3 separate regions of the Zea mays genome follow, and all the other regions are linked to region 3. The links are chromatin contacts, called in public Hi-C maps. All regions are on one chromosome and are shown on one strand. Each heading gives the region's core, a stretch centred on a gene start, on an enhancer-like site or on the middle of the called end of the contact. The rest is flanking DNA. Distances are from core to core; before and after follow the strand shown. Region 1 holds the start of LOC100284062. Region 2 holds the start of LOC100279204 (dicer-like 104). Region 3 holds the start of LOC100193554.

Evidence for each region. A called contact is a pair of places that touch in the nucleus more often than the background predicts.
Region 1: a Hi-C map of leaf shows a contact between it and region 3, with 8 times the contacts expected there. The contact joins the promoter of LOC100284062 here to the promoter of LOC100193554 in region 3. A contact is called at or near these places in 4 of 25 Hi-C or Micro-C datasets (endosperm, leaf and tassel).
Region 2: a Hi-C map of leaf shows a contact between it and region 3, with 7 times the contacts expected there. The contact joins the promoter of LOC100279204 here to the promoter of LOC100193554 in region 3. A contact is called at or near these places in 2 of 25 Hi-C or Micro-C datasets (leaf and tassel).

Annotation. Positions count from the first base shown.
Region 1 is chr3:168,711,137-168,715,309 of Zm-B73-REFERENCE-NAM-5.0, forward strand. It overlaps LOC100284062, which reads right to left and starts at 2,740. Exons shown (of 15, transcript NM_001156960.1): 1 at 2,580-2,740; 2 at 2,020-2,132; 3 at 1,807-1,915; 4 at 1,578-1,721; 5 at 1,137-1,241; 6 at 944-1,027; 7 at 749-864; 8 at 428-529; 9 at 230-343; 10 at 83-139; 11 at 1-9. The coding sequence starts at 2,048.
Region 2 is chr3:169,088,712-169,093,257 of Zm-B73-REFERENCE-NAM-5.0, forward strand. It overlaps LOC100279204 (dicer-like 104), which reads left to right and starts at 1,362. Exons shown (of 26, transcript NM_001348296.1): 1 at 1,362-1,624; 2 at 2,166-2,271; 3 at 2,368-2,548; 4 at 2,619-2,732; 5 at 3,209-3,343; 6 at 3,450-3,519; 7 at 4,045-4,109; 8 at 4,448-4,546. The coding sequence starts at 1,600.
Region 3 is chr3:168,892,072-168,896,149 of Zm-B73-REFERENCE-NAM-5.0, forward strand. LOC100193554 reads left to right here and starts at 1,528. Exons shown (of 1, transcript NM_001138665.1): 1 at 1,528-2,847. The coding sequence starts at 1,769. The coding sequence ends at 2,704. It also overlaps the pseudogene LOC103650864.

The DNA.
Region 1 (4,173 bases), core at 1,490-3,989, 180 kb before region 3:
TCAACAAACCTGCATATCAGATTACATGTGAAAAACAGAAATTTCGATAAGAAAATAATCTAATAAATGATTGCACTCCTACGCTGCACATGGTGGCAGGTGAGGGTCGCTACACCAGCCAGGTCTCTCCTCAGTTACTCTGTGAAAAAGCAAAATACCATTCCAGAAACCAATATAGCTGTGTGTGGCTACTAAACAATGGTAAAGCAATATTAATTCAGGAGCTCACTTGTGGACTTCCTGATCACCTCTTCGTTTAGTCATTTGCCATGTCAAACCTTTATCGGGCTCCAAACCAGGCTGAGAGATCTCAAGCCCATGCTTCCTAACAAGCTTAATGTACCTGAAGAAGATACTTTGAGAATTGAGATTATCTTTCTTGAGGGAACACCATTAAAAAAACAAATAAGGATATGCTGCTGCTTACGCCTCTGCATTAAAATGTTCGACACCAAGATCTTCATCCCAGATAAATATGTAGTCGTAGCGGGCAACAATGTCAGGATGTAGAAATCGTTTGGCATACCACCTTGGGTAAACGAGAAATAAGTTTGCAACCTTTGATGGACAAATGCATAGAGACTGAGGGGCCCCTTTGGAACGCAGAAAATTCATAGGAATTGTTTAGGAAATTCACAGGATGACAGGAACCGGTTCATTTCCATAAAAACACAAGAATGGAGGGCGGGCGGCATCCTGCATTCTAATGGGGGCCTGATCATTGCAAACACACAAAAGAACAACTCACCATTTGGTTTGCTTTGTGACACTCACATGGACGGCCCTTTTTGACCACTCAAATTCATCCCACTCAGTTGTCCGACCATCATAATGGAACAACATAATTGTGAAGTTATCTGAAAACTGTAGAGAAGACATATGTGAATCTGAAAAACTACAATATATCATTCCTCGCATATTTTAAGCATTTAGGATGTCTTACCTTTTTCACCGCTGCATCAATGTTTGCCTTTTGAGAGTATCCCACTGTAAATGTAACAAGGTATCTTGGTTTGGTAGTAAGATCCTGGTGGTATTACTATATTTCAGATATCGAGCAACAAAATAAAAAAAACACTGTTTGAGGGCATCATTTGATACAAGTGCTGAAAAAGGCATCAACAATAGAAACCAACCTCACTAGGTTCACCCCACAATCTCCGGAGATAAAGGTCTGTTTCAGACACTACAATGCCCGGTGGAAGCCTTTCAGCACCTTTAGGGTTTGTTGGAACATAAATCTGAAATTATTGTGATAAACAGAAATGAAAATATAGTTTTCATCTATGAGAAGAAACCACCCCTTCAGTTCATTATTTCATATACTTCATAAAGGGTATAAATTGAACCACACTAACAAATCAAGGATAATGTAGGCAGAATTCCTAGGATTAAAGCTTTCATGTGAATTCTTGAACTTCATATTCACACGCCGTGCATAAGAAATACACAAGTAAAACTACAGGTCCAGAAGACATTGACCACAAAAAAATAACAAAAGCAGGACATAACTCGCAAAACTAGTGCCTGTGCATAGTAACCACTGAAAATACAAGTCACTAAGCCAGGCAAGATACCTTAGGAATTTCATCAGAGTTAGAAGCTGAATTGTTCTTCTTATGAGTAGCTGCAGACGTCCATGCATGATTCAATAATGTTTGGGTTGTGATGCCAGAGTTTCTGTCCTCGATATAGGAGATAATGCTGGAAGGGAAGTGAAGCTGCAAAAGGCAGCCGTAAAGATTTTTTTCCTCTATGCAGAGCATGTTGCATAAGAAGACAAGAGAAGGAAATGATCCGTTTTACCTTTGTTATATTAACGGTAGGGAAGGAAATGCCAAACAAGTACCCTAGCATAACACCAATAACTGCTGAGAATATGATTCGCATGCCCTCATTTGATCTCTGTGCACTGCTGAAGATTGAGATGAATACGTATTTGTGTGAATGATCACCTAAAAGGTATTCTTTTGTTGCTATACAGAAGAGCAATACATAAACTCTAAGCATCGAACATACCTGCGGCCTAAAATCCCAGGTTTTGCCATGAGATATCCGAGTGTTATCTTTTTGTGGCAAAGGAACTCGCTGGCAGAATGGTACTGGCACTATAATGACTGAAGCACTTGTGTCTGTGTTATATAGAAGATAAATAAGCCGAGCTTCTTGCATGGAAGCAGTACATTCAGAAGAAAAGACCTGATTAAGCTGATTATGACACGCAGATATGAACCCTGCTATAAATACAGTATGCCCTTCTCTAAATATACTAGCAAAGAACTGAGTTCGCGGCATAGTTTCATCTTCAATCATCAAAGTAGCTAAAGGTATCACAATGCAACCATTCGGACCACATACTTGTTCCAAACCCACAATTTAAAATCAACAAGTAGGGCGCGGACGCCGTAAAAGGAGATAGGTGTACACACGTACAACCAACAATTTGCAAGAGTAATCGAAGTTAGTTGGCATAACACATGTACACACTTGTGATTAGATCAGATCCGAATATAAATAGATGTTAGGGTTCGGATGCTCCGTTTCGTATAACAGGAACTGAAGAGGAGGCGTGGGCTTACCTGTTGGTGGTGTTTGTCGCCGGTGAAGGCCTGGTGGTGCGTGGTGGCGGCGGCGGCGGCGGCGATCACCCAGTCGTCGCCACGAGAGCGCGTACGCGTGGGGAGCGGAGCAAGAAAGAACAAGGCAGTGGCGCAGGGGTAAAACCCAGAACGGGTCCGGTGCTGTAGTTGTACTGCACAGCCTGCACTGGATCCGTCGAAAGGCTTGCAGCAGAGCTGGACCCTGTTACTTTTTGTCTGGTCCGGCAGCGTATTGTCTGGTCCAACATTGTCGTAGCGTTGTTTCGAGGCAAATACTGATATAAGGATTACTATCTGTTGGGACTTGTTCTCAAATGCTAAAAGTTAAGAATAAGATAATACAGAAAACGTTAAATATTAAAGTCCTTTGTCCTCCAAAGCATTATTTCCCTTAGGATATAATGATTTTCGGACGAAAGTTATGAAGAATATACCTTCATAAACATTATATATCATAATGAAAAGGAAATTACATGGAATATAAAAGATAACATAAATAGTTACGTATTAATATCAACTCATTTTTAGTTTATTGCTATAGAAGAATAAGAATGATGATGGGTTACAAATACACCTCTGACTTGAAAGAAGGTAAAAGTACAAGGGTGATGCAAAAACAAATGCCAAGTCAGCGTGAAGTACTGTTCACCTATTTATAGGCACGGGTCACAGCCCATGTAAAATTACATCCAGGCCCTTTACTTTTGATAATAACTCTATAGTTATCTGTCGGGGTCTGAATAGTCTTTTCCTCTTTAAGTCGGTTTCCTTTTTCGTGTCATCATGCCGAAGCTCCCTTGCGTACAGCTTCGGCTCTGTTCCATCCTTCGTTCCCTTTTGTTTCTTCATACAGCAATTTTGACTTGTCCGAAGGGTTCGTATCCGAAGGTACCTGCCCATGTATTATACTCTAGAAACATTGTCAAATCGCGTTTTTGAGGACCTTCGGAAGCCGAAGGCCCCCAACAGTAGTCCCTCGCAATATTAATTTGTTAGGATAATAAATTCAGATTGCGATATGGACGAAGGCCCTAAGCCGAAGGTCCGAAAAAACATCTTCCACTTGCTAGAATAGCAACAGTCAATGTCAAGCGGGGCCCTCCTGTTCTCAATGCGCCAGATGTATAAATAAGAGCACACCGCAATGTCATTTGGTACGCTTTCTTTGCCATCTGCTCTTGCTTACTCAGTTTTTAGCTCCTGTGCAACAAGATTTGCTTGGTTTGTAAGTTTTTTAAGCTTCGACTTTTAAAAGCGGTTTTTAGTGCTTCCGAAGATGTCTAAAGATAAGAAAGTTGTTGCTGAAACAAAACTGAGCCTTCTTGAGGAGAAGAATCTTGGCTTTCTTGAATCAATATCAAAGACAAATACAGAAAAGATTACAAGGGAAATTTTGGAAGGTTTATCTGAAGATACTAGTGATAGTGATAGTTATGATGCCGAAAGTGGGGGGGAGACTCGGAAGATCGACCCTGGCGGCCAAGCCATGCAGTTTTTGGAAAATCAACCATTAAACAAAGCCATCTTGCCAATATGCGAGGTAGATATTTTCGGGATTTGTCTATTGTGAGGG
Region 2 (4,546 bases), core at 112-2,611, 200 kb after region 3:
GAAACCCCGAACAAACACCATGAGCAGGAGGCACTCATGTTGGCGTCGCTCATCGATGACGAGAAGAAGTTTGGCGACTGTCAGTTCGACTTTTAAAAGCAGTCCTACGTGGTCGCATGCGCAGCTGTGTACGACAAGCTCACGCGAAGCCGCCGCTTGGACGCGGTCTAGAGCAGCTGCACCGCGCTGTCCATCGTTAAACAGGGGGGCTCATGGTTGTCGCCAACGTCGACAACTCTCGGGTTGTTCTGGACACCGCATCCGACGACGACGTCATCACGCCGTCCAACTCATCGTCCACCTGAAGCTCAACCTGCCACGTAAGTCGCTACTGACCGGACATGAATTCTTGTGCGCTGGGACGATGGACGTTAATGACGTTGTGTGAGTGTCCTCGAATATGATGTATGTAGTGGAGTAGCGCATCCGGTGATGCAACGGCCAGGGGTACTACCTCGCTGATGAGCCCGTGGTGCACTTCATTTGGCAGCCCAACCAAGAGACATCGGTACTCGCCATGTCGCGCGCGTTCGACGACTACTATATCGAGGATTGTGGCGTCATCTTGGCGCCGGAGGTGACACAGAGGAGGATCGACAACAGTGACCAGTTCGTCATCCTCGCCATCGTCAGGGTAGCTTTTGTGCCGGCTTGCCTTTAATTCTCTTCGCAAACATACACACTTACCTTTTTGTTTAAACAAGAACGTATGGTGGTGCGTGTCTGATGACTAACGATGTACGAGGAAATTTCTTCCGGCATGTGTGGAACGTGCTCTCCAATGCTGAGACCATACAAATCGTGACATATATCGAAGTCTGTATGATACTGATGGTTGCATTGTAGTGGTGAAATAATTAGATTAAAATAACAAAATTTATGTATGGCTATGATCACAAATTGATTATGAAACATTTTCTCATAACAATATAACACACATTTTGTATATAAGTTATCGTATTATACTGGTATTATATATTTCCGTTGCAACGCACAGGCACTCAACTAGTAAGATATAAAAATAAAAGTATTTTATGCAAATTACTATTTAAATAATAATTTATGGAGTGAAATTTTGCAAGACTCTTCAAGATACTCTAAATTTTCACAAAATATTGATATTATTATTTAAATAATAATAACAATATTATACTTCCATTTAATAACAATTTTCCTGATTTATATATATTGTTAGATGTAAAAAATCATTATTTGTACTACATTTATATAATAACTGATTTTTCATAAAATAATTATTTATTTTTAATATTAACTAGTATATGAAAATATCGTCATACGTAGGTTTAATTGTTCCGCGGGATTTATAAATTCCCCGATCGTCATCTCTACGTCAGCCAACGACAGCTTGCTCTCGCCCCTGCCTTCTCCTCTCCTCTGGGTGTTCCCGGCGGTTTCTTCGCCGCTCAAGCCGCCTCCACTCTCCCTGCCGCGCTAGCAACTACGTTTCGGACTTCCCCGCTCGACTTTCGACCTCCCCTGCCGCCAACACCGCCCAACCGCCGTCCTCCACCACCCTCGGCCGGCGGCGCCCCGCCTTGCCGGAGGCGGAGCAGACGACGCGTGGCAGCCGATTCCGCGATGGATGCATCCACTGCCGGCGATGGTACCCACCAGCTTTTTTAGGCGGTTTTTTTTCTTCTGGGTTTTGTGTCTGTTGTAATCCCTGGTGTCCCGTCGATTGGGCCATGGAGATTAGGGCGTGATGAGGCTGGGGCCATTGTAATGCATGCTCGATTCCAGTTGATACTGCTTCGATCGCGCTAATGCGGGTGAACTGGAGGTTTTGACCAACGGTTCCGGATATGGTGGTACTTGGATCGGGGATTACGGGGGTTCGTGCCTTGGGTTGATGGTTTTGGGAGGGTTTGGGAGCTAAAGCGCAGGAAAATTAGCTATGCCATTCGTAATGTAATTTTTTTATTCCCTCCTTTACCTGTATATGCTTTTGATTTTCGGACTACTAGTGATGTGTTTCTGTTGATCTCACTTGTAAATCGTTGTTGCATTATCATGAGACATACCCTCCCTTTACCCTGTGTACTTTGTGGGTTATCAACCCTTATCACCTTATGCATTTGGTTTTGGGGAGTACTGATGATGGATTTCTGTTGATCTCGCTTGACAAAGCATTGTTGCATTGGCAGGAGACACGAATACTTTGAAGAGGCCATGCAAAACATCGCCTCCAGAAGGCGAAACAGACAAGTATAAACGGCAGAAGAGGGAATGCCAGGATTTCTCTCCCAGAAGGTTCTGTACATTTGTCCTAGGAATTGTTATACATTCAGGGGTACATACTACAGAGCATCATATGATGGTTGTGCTTTGTGATGTCGAATTGATCAGGTACCAGCTTGATGTCTATGAGGTTGCTACGAGGCACAACACAATTGCGATGCTTGACACGGGAGCTGGGAAGACAATGATTGCTGTCATGCTCATCAAGCATTTTGGGAAGATCAACAAAGCAAACAATGATCGAAAGCTCATCATATTCCTTGCACCAACTGTTCAACTCGTCACACAGGTGGTTTCTACCAAAAGCTGATGATTCTAACTGAAATGAAACAAGTTTGTGCTGATATTTTCTGTAACAGCAATGCGAGGTTATTAAGAGCTACACTGATTTTGAGGTGGAGCATTATCATGGTGCAAAGGGTGTTGATCAATGGAAGGCTCATAGCTGGCAACAGCAACTCTTAAAGTATCAGGCAAATTTCATTGCTATCTTTTTCTCAATCATATTGATTCCTCATTTATTCTAAAGGAATGATCCTCCCAAATCTGTGGCAGTGCTGTTCTGCACTCTTCTGTTAATTAGATTAGATTTTCTGACAGCAGATGTTTAGCTCTTCATTTACCGTACTTGGGTTTGAAAGATCATGACATGTAATGTATATCATGATATAGTTATTCTAGATTATGTGCATAATGAAATTTTCTGATATTTTTTACTGCAAATTTGATCTAGAAAGCCTTTTTTGTGTCTGCGTATCCACTCTTATTTTTCCCCTTAGTAATTTTTGAAGATATGATTGTCCAATTTCCTTCACAGTACCTTTAATATTTTTGGTATCAAAAAATTATGTTCCTAGATTAAACATTAAAGAAAAGCACTGCAGCAAAGTCGCAGAATCCTAGTTTGTGATGCTCCATTTACTTGACAGCCCCCACAAAAAATTTGCAGGTTATGGTCATGACACCACAGGTGTTGCTAGACGCTTTACGCCAAGCTTTCTTGATCTTGGACATGGTTAGTCTCATGATATTTGATGAATGCCATCACGCAACTGGTAACCACCCATATACTAGGATAATGAAGGTATTCTGAATAAAACACTTGTAATACTTACAAAGTTACGGATTACTTTTCTTTTGTATTGCTCCTTTTTAATTAGCAGTTTCTGTTATTTTGCCCGTTTGAACAGGAGTTCTATCATGGATCAGAGCATAAGCCAAATGTGTTCGGTATGACAGCCTCTCCTATCATAAGAAAAGGCAAGTATTGATGATAAAAGATTTAATGTTCTTTTTGCTGTTATCTTTCAGACATCACAAAACTCCTTGATCTTTAAACTAACATCTCAAATGGCAAGCTAATGATATTTGTCAGAAATGTAATTGAGCAGCAATTATTACTGAATTGAATTGTGATTGCTTGTAATAAAATTATTGAGAAATATGACGATTATGTTGGTGGTGTTTTGGTTGTACCAAAATATCACAAATGGTGATATTGATATGTTGGTCACGTACTAAAACCTGTCATGGCCAAGTGAAATAAATATGACTGGTTATCTATCCATTGATAAAATACAATGACACATAGTTCTCCTATGTGGTCAATAAAAAAGTGAAAAACATAGAACTCCATAGAGGAATTCTGTGGGTATAATCTTTTATTTGTAATTCCACCACATGTTGTTAATTCTTGCAATTTTGTTTGTTTCCTACCATGGATTTTGTATCTTCACCATTTAAATATTTTCTTATGCTTTTCCATTTTACCTTTTCATCTTGCAGGGGTCTCCTCTGATTTGGATTGCAAAAATCAGCTATCTGAGCTGGAAAATATTTTAGATTCCAAGGTATGTCCCTTTTTTAACTACTTTATTTATACTGCTTATGTATACATGCTTTTTAGATTATCCAGGACACAGTAGCTGTGTGATTATTCCAATTTATCTATGGAACCTCAAGACATGGCCATATTAGTGGTGGCTTCCCCTGCTGTATTTCTCGTTCAAAAAATACATAGCCATATTGAAATGTGCGGTTTACAACTATACTTGTTTCAGGCTACAATATGAAAATTGTTTACTTGTATGCTCCTATTTAGATCTGTCTTTTTAGGTGAAATATGTCCACTTTGCCCTTACACTACAGGAAAATGCCATTAACTGCTCCTATTTACAATGTAACGCAGATACACTCTGTGGTGGATAGAGAAGAGATAGAACTTTGTGTTCCTTCTGCAAAAGAAGTGAATAGATACTATGAGCCAAGAACTGTTTCTTTTGACGAT
Region 3 (4,078 bases), core at 278-2,777:
ACAGAAAGCAGTAGCTTTCTGTCGTCGGGTGCACCGGACAGTCCGGTGCACCACCGGACACTGAACAGTAGATGTCCGGTGCGCCTATGTCAGCCGACCGTTGGCGTCTGTAGCAGTCGACCGTTGGATCCGACCGTTGGATTCGACCGTTGCCGTCTGCCCGTTGGCACACCGGACAGTCCGGTGCACACCGGACAGTCCGGTGCTACAGCCTGAGAGCGCCTACCTGCGGCCTCTCTGCGCAGACCGTCCGGTTGTCCCACCGGACAGTCCGGTGCACACCGGACAGGTACTGTGCACTGTCCGGTGCGCCACCAGGCGCTGGCTGACAGCCCTCTTCTCAGGTTTCTTTGCTGATTTCTATGGGCTTCTTTTGTTCTTGAGTCTTGGACTTCTATGCATCTTTTTATGTCTTCATTTGAGGTGTTGCATCCTCATTGCCTTGGTCCAATCCTCTTCGCATCCTGTGAACTACAAACACAAACACTAGAAACCTTATTAGTTCACGGATTGTGTTGTTCATCAAACACCAAAACTCAATTAGCCAAAAGGCCCGGGGTCCATTTTCCTTACAAATGTCTTAAAAAGTGATAGCACCTTATCTAAAAATCACTGTGAACGGACCTTCTATCTGTTTGTGACGTCAGGGAAATAAGTCGTAATAAAATATTAATATCAGTCGGCTTAGTACTGTTTAGAACCCTAGAGCTAATAGTTAGCTAAGTAATAAATTATTAAGACCCTGCTTGGTTTCAATTAGTCCTAGGACTAAACTTTAGTCCCTATCTGTTTGGTTGTAGTGACTAAACATATTCTAAAGTCATAATAGTAGCTGTCCAAAGACTCAAATGCCCTTGGAACACTAGAAGACTGCGTGCAACTGTGCGAGAGAGGCTAGGGATAGGTTTGGGCAACAGGATAATTATGGGCCTTTAGTCTCTTTTAGCACCTAGATGAAAGACTAGAGACTAAATCATTTTAGTTCATATTTTAGTCCTAGTGCTTGGTAAAAAAAAGGACTAAATGAGACTAAAAACTAGAGACTAATCTTTAGTCCATCTAACCAAACACCCCCTAAATATGTTAGGTCAGCTAATGAATTAATTGTTGAGATAGCTAATAATTAAATACGATATTAGGTGGGGATGTTTAGAACTCAACGACTAATTTTTTTAGTAGGTAACTATTAATTTTAGAGGTTCTAAACAGGGCCTTAATCAGTAGTAATAGTAACGTTTGTATCAGTATCGACTCTAATTTAACCTGTACTAAGTGTTACCGGTCTATGCAAGGACCGTGGCAGCTGCAGCCTGCAAGGAAACAAGGTTGGTCCCCGAAAGATGGGGCATTTATTCGACGCGACGCGACGCAAGCGGAGAAGGTTCCTACGGTTTTTTAACACCAACAACACCCCGCCCATGAGGCTGACGAGGGCTGTTTGTTCCCTCCGACCCACGAGGGCTGTACAGCTCAGCTCACTTACTTGGCCTCCCCACTTTCCAGCTCGGTTTGCTAACCCATGGTCGCCTCGCCTCATCCTCTCGCCCACCTCCATAACTTTGCATGGCCTATTACATGTCGTCCCTATCCCTCCCTAAAGCCATCTTCTTCTTCCTCCTTCAGTCACCCGGCCTGTCGTGTCGATCTCACTCTCAGGGTCCGGTCCGGTGCATCATATATACCCTTGGTCGATCGATCGACCAGATAGATACACTAGATAGCTAGGATTGCATTGTGTTCCACCAAAAGCCAGCCACAACACATCGACATGATGCAGGACTTGTTCTCGGTCCCTTCGTGTTTCTCGGCGGGCGAGAAGCTTCCGGACGTCCCGGCGTCCGCTGCGGCCACCACCAGGTCCGGGCAGAGCGCGGCGACGCTGGTCTACCGCGCGGGAATCGCCGGCCACGACCGCCTGGTGACGGTGACGTGGTGCAGGAACCTGCTCACCCACGGGCTGACCGTGTCGATCGAAGGGTCGGCGGGCGGCGGCAAGGACAAGAGCGGCGGCGGCAGGGAGTGGGGCGACGCCGACGGTGGCGCGGCCTCGTCCTCCAACAAGGGCTGCAGCACCGCCTGCAAGGTGGAGATGCAGCCGTGGCACTTTTGGCGCAAGTACGGCGCCAAGCAGTTCCACGTCGACGGCAGGGCCGTGGACGTGGTCTGGGACCTCAGGAGCGCGAGGTACTCCGACGAGCCCGAGCCGCTGTCCGACTACTACGTCGCCGTGGTGTCGGACGAGGAGGTGGTCCTCCTCCTCGGCAACCTCAAGAAGGAGGCGTTCCGGCGCACCGGGTCCCGGCCGTCGCTGCGGGACGCCGCACTGGTGTGCAAGAAGGAGCACGTCTTTAGCAAGAAGCGGTTCCTCACCAAGGCCAGGTTCCACGACAGGGGCAAGCTGCACGACATCAGCATCGAGTGCAGCAGCAGCAACCTCGGCGGCGGCGGCGTCGACGTCGACATGGTCATCAAGATCGACGGCTACGTCAACGTCCTCGTCAGGCACCTGCAGTGGAAGTTCAGGGGCAACGAGTGCATCTCCATCAACCAGCTCAAGGTGCAGGTGTACTGGGACGCGCACGACTGGATCTTTGGCACGGGGGTGAGGAACGCGCTGTTCATCTTCAAGCCCGAGCCGCTGCCGTCCGCCACCAATGAGTACTCTGATTTCTGCCTGTTTCTGTACGCATGGAAGCTTGAGTGAGCTAGGATTCCTGTTCCTGCATTATACTGGACACCTCACCATATATGTTATGAACCAATAATTCATACGTATCATGTAACTGATGGATTATTGGGCGATGGAAGTGTATGCGAAATGAATGATTGGGGCCGTTTTCCCTTTCCCTTTCCTTCCTTCCCATGGGACTATGGGAGTGTGTTGTGCACATGGAGGATCGGACTGGAGGGGCACAGGATAGTCCTGGGGATTAGGAACAGGCGGGTCCTGATACAGAAACATGACAGGCAGGATTCGCAGTGCCATGCCTTTCCCAATCATGCATTCATGCTGATCTATCCTGGGAAAGTCCAGCTAAGATCCGGTCCCTTCCCCCCATCTCATGGAGTACTATTGAGTTCTTAAAAAAATGTTCCTCCTAATTCCTTTAATTTTGCTCCGTTCAAGAACGAGGACCCCGCAGAATTCCAGTATAAGATTTCAGAACGCCTCATCAGTTTATTTTCTCTGCATGTTATTAACAGATGAAAGAAACAATCGCAGAAAGAAATGGTAGTCAATTTGCACATCATATCTACTCATCTTCATCCACTCAAATCAATATAAATCTCACAGATATATCAGTCTGAAGGTGTTTATTCGGTACTTTTAGTGAACGTGGATCAGGATCGAACAGAATCAGATTGAAGAGAACTTCGAATAAAAAGCTTATCTGAACAAGTTAGAATCGAAATAGTTGGGAGGGAGCCCAATAAGGCACTGAGGTTTGGCTGTACAAACTGACATAGTTTGGGGGGGGGGGGGGGGGGGGGCGCTCAATGTGCATTTTCACCAGTGATACCATATAGATATAGGGTTCAGGGAAAAAACTGCTGTTTTATGGGCAATTCAAGTAGAGTAAAAAGAATTGTTTCCGGATGCTGATTATTAATTCTAATTGTTTTTTCTCCATGTCGATACGATTTCAGTTTAGGGACACAGAATCTATAACAAAGAAACCATATGCATCTGTGTTATGCTGCTAGTAGCTCTCATCGAAAGCCTTTTAGATTTTCCCAGAGTTTCCACCTTTGGACATAGAAATGCTGCAATAACATAGGCCAGCACATGTAAACATGGAAAAGTAAAATTATCTGACCAAATGCCCAGTTTACACAGTTACAAACACAAACGGGTTTTCACATGAACAGAATCTATAGAAGTTTTTTTTCACATGGTACTTCCTTAAAATAAGGGAAATTTGGATCCATACCATTAAAAGATCACCACTTTGATCCATACCATTACTATCTCACTTACATGTGGGTCCACATGAGTCAATGACATGTGGGGTCCATGGTATATATCTAAAGTTTGGATCTTTTAATGGTATAGATCCAATTGTTCCTTAAAATAATG